Linked DNA regions of Sus scrofa: region 2 is linked to region 1. Evidence: chromatin contacts called from public HiChIP or PLAC-seq data. All regions are on one chromosome and are shown on one strand. The core of a region is the stretch at or near the end of the contact, and the rest is flanking DNA. Distances in the headings are between cores, read along the strand shown.

Region 1 (2,700 bases), core at 129-2,628:
GTGGCACACAGGGCAGTGCCATCAGAGTACGTGAGTGTGGTTTATGTTTATAATGATATACCATACTGTAATTTAAAAAGTGAACTACTACTATACCAACAACAAAGGTGAATCCCAACACACAATGACATGGGGGGAAAGCAAGATCTCCAATAGTAATGTATAACATGTCTCCATTTAAAGATTACAAAGCTCAAAAATAGGCAAAACAACTCCACGATGTTAGAAATCAGGACACTGTTCATTCTGGGGAGGAAGGGGTGGCAGTGATTGGGAAAGGGGATGAGAGAAGCTTCCAGGATGCTGGTAATTTTCTGTCTTGATATGGGTGTCAAAGGTGTGTTCATTTGTAATTATTTATTGAGCTATGATTTGTATGCTTTTCTGTATGTATGTTATACTTCAATAACAAAATTGAACAAATGAAGCCAGTAGCTTAAGAATTTTCTGGGCTTACTCTCTCTTGCTCTCACTCTCTCTTTCACTCACACACACACACTTTAAGTACAAAGATGTTTGTTTCAACGCTGTCTACAACAGTAAAAAAAAAGCTGGGAATATTCGTGTCAATCAAGAGCGAAGAAAGCCTCCATCAGTAACAGTTTGATAACTGCTGGGCTCAGAAACTGCGTTAAGGAAGTTCCCATTGCGGCTCAGGGGTAACTAGTATCCATGAGGGTTCAATCCCCGGCCTCGTTCCGTGGGTTAAGGGCCTGGTGTTGCCATGAGCTGTGGTGTAGGTGGCAGACGTGGCTCGGATCCCAAGTTGCTGTGGCTGTGGTGTAGGCTGGCAGCTGCAGCTCTGATTTGACCCCTAGCCTGGGAACTTCCATGTGCCAAGGGTGTGACCCTAAAAAAGGCGGAAAAAAAGGAACTGCAGTAAGAAACTATGGATTGTTATTGGGAAGAGAGTCACTGGGTAGCCCCTCAGAGCCCAAAGAAATGTTCTACCTTGTGAACACTAAACCTACAAACCTAAAAGAGTTTTACTTGGTTATAAGATGACTGATCCACTTCTAAAGATAGCAATATTCCTTCTGAGATTCAGAGAATGAATGTCCTTTTTTCCTGTTTCTTTCTCTGCCATTTCTTTTAACCTGGTCTATTTTCTGGGGTCTGTGCTAAGACTGTAGCCTGAATTAAAGCAGAGATAGCAGACTTGAGGATAGGATAGTTCTTTAGAGATGCATCACACTGGAAGCTGAAGTGGGTGCAGGGTAACAACAATGCAGCTGCTAAGAGTGTCTCCAAAGCTGCCACCATCTCCTTCCTACCCTCAAATAGTCCCAGGTCACTGTAGGGCTGGCCTTGCTGTCCCCTGAAGAAACTGCATGTAAGACTCCTGTTTGTTTTACCACCACCACAGTCTAGAAATCATTCCAGCTTCCCCAATTTCTACTGAAATATAATTGACATGTAACGTTGTATTATGGGTCCGGCTTGGGGACATATGAAGTGTCTGGATACCATGTTAACCCTCACTTCTTGTCTGTACTATCTGTGAAGCCAGAAGACACTTTATCCCAAGCAAGGGCTCAGGCCAGTGGAACATCTTTTTTTCTTTTTAACCTGATTCTCAACTGTCTTCTTCCTTCCTCTATTCTGAGAGCTGAGTCCCAATCCCCACCCTTCAAGCCCCTGGGGCATAAGATGCTCAGGCCTCGGGTCCTGGGCCCTGGCTATTCCACTGAACCAGCACGAGTTTGTTTGCCCCAGTACCTCTTCCCTTGTTGGTGGGTTTGGTCCCCGAGCAGTTTTTCTTACATTCCTCACTTCCTCTCAGAAACTGCACCTCCTCTCTCTTAGCTAGCCTCTTCTGCTGGAATTCAAGCAGAAGGTTCAACGTAAGCCCAGGGGGTCACACAGTCACTTAGTGGCAGAGTGAGGCTCAGGCTCTCTCGTTATACCATGCTCTTTGCACTTCATTACTGTTAGCAAATCTTATGGCTAAATTTTCCGATCTCTTTTTGGCTTGTTGTAAATACCAACAAGGCATAAAGAAACTCTAAGTGGGAAGATTAACTATTTTAAGTGTCTTTGAGGTATTGACAGTTCCAGAAAGGTAAGGCTTATATGAAGGGGGAAAAAAAACCTTAAATGTGTAATGTCACAAATTTAATAAAAAAACAAAAAGGGGTCAGGATAAGACATGAGACAAAAGGCACATTCAAAAAATAAGTGGGAAGCTGTTTCCTTTCATTATCCTTTAGGGAACAAATGCTTCAAAAGTTAGAAACTATGGTACTGACAAAAATTCTACTGACAAAACAATTTCTACTTAGTGCAGGAAACCAAGGATGGCCTCACTTATAAAAACAGCAAACTTAGGAATGGAATTTCCTCTGGTTAAAGGAACAGTATTTCTGGACATACTAGTCTCTGGTTCTAATGAACTGAGGATTTTGCTTGACAGAAATGGGCGAGATATTCACAAACGTCCTATGGAACCCTCCCAACTCAAGCACTGAAGGAACAAGAAGGAAACAAAAGTAGGCTTCTGATTTGGAGGGTGCACTGGAAATCAAAACCATAAGAGCAGCCGCTGTACGTAATCATTTTCTATGCCTCAGGTTAGTGCTGAGTACGGGTTTCATATGCGTACTTATGAAGTCCCACCATCCCCTGAGGAAGGTCTTCTCTTTTTACAGATGAAGCAACTGAGGCACAGAGAAATTAAGTAATCCACCCAGTGCAGTGAGA
Region 2 (2,828 bases), core at 84-2,583, 96 kb after region 1:
GGACCGAACCCGCAACCCCATGGTTCCTAGTTGGATTCGTTAACCACTCACTGCGCCACAACGGGAACTCCCTACAACGTGATATTAATTTTAGGTGTACAACGCAGTGATTTAATATTTTTATACATTACAAAATGAAGACAAAAAGACAAAAGGACAAAAAAAAAAAAAAAGGGAGTTCCCGTCGTGGCGCAGTGGTTAACGAGTCCGACTAGGAACCATGAGGTTGCGGGTTCGGTCCCTGCCCTTGCTCAGTGGGTTAACGATCCGGCGTTGCCGTGAGCTGTGGTGTAGGTTGCAGACGCGGCTCGGATCCCGCGTTGCTGTGGCTCTGGCGTAGGCCGGTGGCTACAGCTCCGATTCAACCCCTAGCCTGGGAACCTCCATATGCCTCGGGAGCAGCCCAAGAAATAGCAACAACAACAACAACAAAAAAGACAAAAAGACAAAAGGACAAAATGATCACTACCATAAGTTATCAGCTATCACCATACAAAGTTATTAAAATACTATTATTTCCTATGCTGTACATTATACCTACATGATTGATTTTATAACTGGAAGTTTGTAACTCCTCATCTCCCCCTACAAAATAAAAGACCTAAATAGGATCCAGGATCTCCTAACAAAGCATCAAAAATGTGCAGGATACAATCAAAAGTCATTCACCATACCAAGAACCAGGAAAATCACAACTTGAATAAATAAAGACGATTAACACCAAGATGAATCAGATGTTGGAATTATCTGACAAGAATTTTAAAGCAGCCATCATGCTTTAATGAGCAGTAAGATATACTCCTGAAACAAATGACAAAATAGCAAACCTTACCAAAGAAAAAGAAGATACAGGAAAAAAAAGATAGAAGTTAGAGAACTGAAAAATACAATAGAAAAACAAAAGCTCACTGGATGGGCTCAACAGCAGAATGACAGAAATTGAAGAAACACTGTAAATCAACCATAATTTTAAAAAAGGAAAATAAAAAGAATATGACAGAATTCATATTCTTCCTATTGCAACTTGAATTGCAATAGGAATTGCCCAACCTGAACAACAGAGAAAAAAATAGTTCAAAAGAAAAAAGGAAGAAGAGGAGGAATGGAGTTCCCGTCGGGGCTCAGCAGTAACCAACCCAACTAACTATCCATAAGGACTTGGGTTTGATCCTTGGCCTTGCTCAGTGGGTTAAGGATCTGGCATTGTCATGAGCTGTGCTGTAGGTCACAGATGCGGCTTGGATCTTGCGTTGCTGTGGCTGTGGTGCAAGTCAGCTGCAGCTCTGATTCGACCCCTAGACTGTGACCCTCCATACACCAAGAGTACAGCCCTAAAAAGCAAAAAAAAAAGGAGAAGGAAGAGAAATGAGAAGAAGAGGAAGAAGGCCTCCTGCCATGGAGGACAATAACAAAGGACCTGCCTTTTTGTTTGGTATTTTTTTTGTTTTGTTTTCTTTTTTTTGTCTTTTTGCCTTCTCTAGGGCTGCTCCCTCGGCATATGGAGGTTCCCAGGCTAGGGGTCTAATCAGAGCTATAGCCGCTGGCCTACACCATAGCCACAGCGACGCCAGATCCAAGCTGCATCTACAACCTACACCATAGCTCACAGCAACGCCGGATCCTTAACCCACTGAGCAAGGCCAGGGATCGAACCCACAACCTCATGGTTCCTAGTCAGATTGGTTAACCACTGAGCCACAATGGGAACTCCCGGTTTTCTCTTTTTTTAAGGCCGCAGCTACAACATATGGTAGTTCCTGGGCCAGGGGTCAAATCAGAGCTGGAGCTGGGGCCTACCTCACAGTCACAGCCACAATAGATCCTTAAACCACTGATCAAGGCTAGAGATCAAACCCATATCCTCACAGAGATGTCAGGTCCTTAACCCAATGGACCACAATGGGAACTCCAAAAGATCTACCATTTGTATCATCAGTCACAGAAAGAAAGAGTGGGGCTAAAAAATTACTCTAAGAAATAGCTGAAAACATCCCAAATTTGGCAAATGACATTAACCTATGTTTTAGGAAGCAAGAGAAGGATACACCCAAAGAAATTCATGCTGAGGCACCATAATTAAACTGAAAACTGAAAGCAAAGAAGAAGCCTTTAATGCAGCAAGAGAGAAAGGATACATTTGCTATAGGGGAGCATGAACCCAATAACAGAAGATTTCTCATCTGAAATCATATTTTTCAAATGCTGAAAGTAAAGACCAGTCACCCACAAATTCTACTAAGAGCTGACAAAATCCTAAGAAAACTAAAAAAACAAACAAAAAAACCAAACAGGAATTCCCACTGTGGTACAACAGGATCAGCAGCGTCTCTGTAGCATTAGGACACAGATTCGATCCCTGGCCCAGCACAGTGGGCTAAAGGATCTGGTGTTGCCACAGCTCTGGTGTAGATCACAACTACCACTCGGATCCCTGGCCCAGGAATCCATATGTGGCAGGGCAGCCCGCCGCCATCCCCAAAAATAAAAGAAGAAAGAAAAGAAAGAAAGAAGGAGAGGGAGGGAGAGAGAAAAAAGCAAATAACTCTACATTTTATGTCTTAGTTCTGAGGAATTATAAAACATGACATCAATATATGAGCAACTACAAGTTTTTCCTATTACAAAATTTTCCCCTCGCCCTCACCAATATAATTCACAAAGGTAGATAACTTTATTGCATATTCCCTACTTCCTTTACTTCTCTAAATTAAAAAGCAATAGTTCTAGAGTTCCTGCTGTGGGGCAGTGGGTTAAGAATCCAACTGAAGTAGCTCAGGTCTCTGCAGAGGTGCAGGTTTGATCCCCATACTGGCCAGGTGGGTGAAAGG

Evidence for each region. HiChIP or PLAC-seq counts read pairs in DNA pulled down with a chosen protein or histone mark.
Region 2: a contact with region 1 is called in an H3K27ac HiChIP or PLAC-seq map of alveolar macrophages. The contact joins two enhancer-like sites. A contact is called at or near these places in 2 of 5 promoter capture datasets (both in liver), 15 of 47 Hi-C or Micro-C datasets (adipocytes, alveolar macrophages, brain and 10 more) and 2 of 2 datasets of contacts at active chromatin or transcription factors (alveolar macrophages and skeletal muscle).

The regions. Positions count from the first base shown.
Region 1 is chr3:16,414,238-16,416,937 of Sscrofa11.1, forward strand. All of the region lies in intron 2 of TPST1 (tyrosylprotein sulfotransferase 1), which reads right to left. Among named protein-coding and RNA genes, the nearest start is that of KCTD7, 22 kb to the left of the region's middle. Within about 2 kb of position 1,379, at least 3 of the 83 cell types and tissues checked have an H3K27ac peak or open chromatin away from gene starts, as enhancers often do. A contact at or near this core is called in alveolar macrophages, where this site is marked.
Region 2 is chr3:16,509,833-16,512,660 of Sscrofa11.1, forward strand. It overlaps a transcript of TPST1 not described here. Among named protein-coding and RNA genes, the nearest start is that of TPST1, 23 kb to the left of the region's middle. Within about 2 kb of position 1,334, at least 3 of the 83 cell types and tissues checked have an H3K27ac peak or open chromatin away from gene starts, as enhancers often do. A contact at or near this core is called in alveolar macrophages, where this site is marked.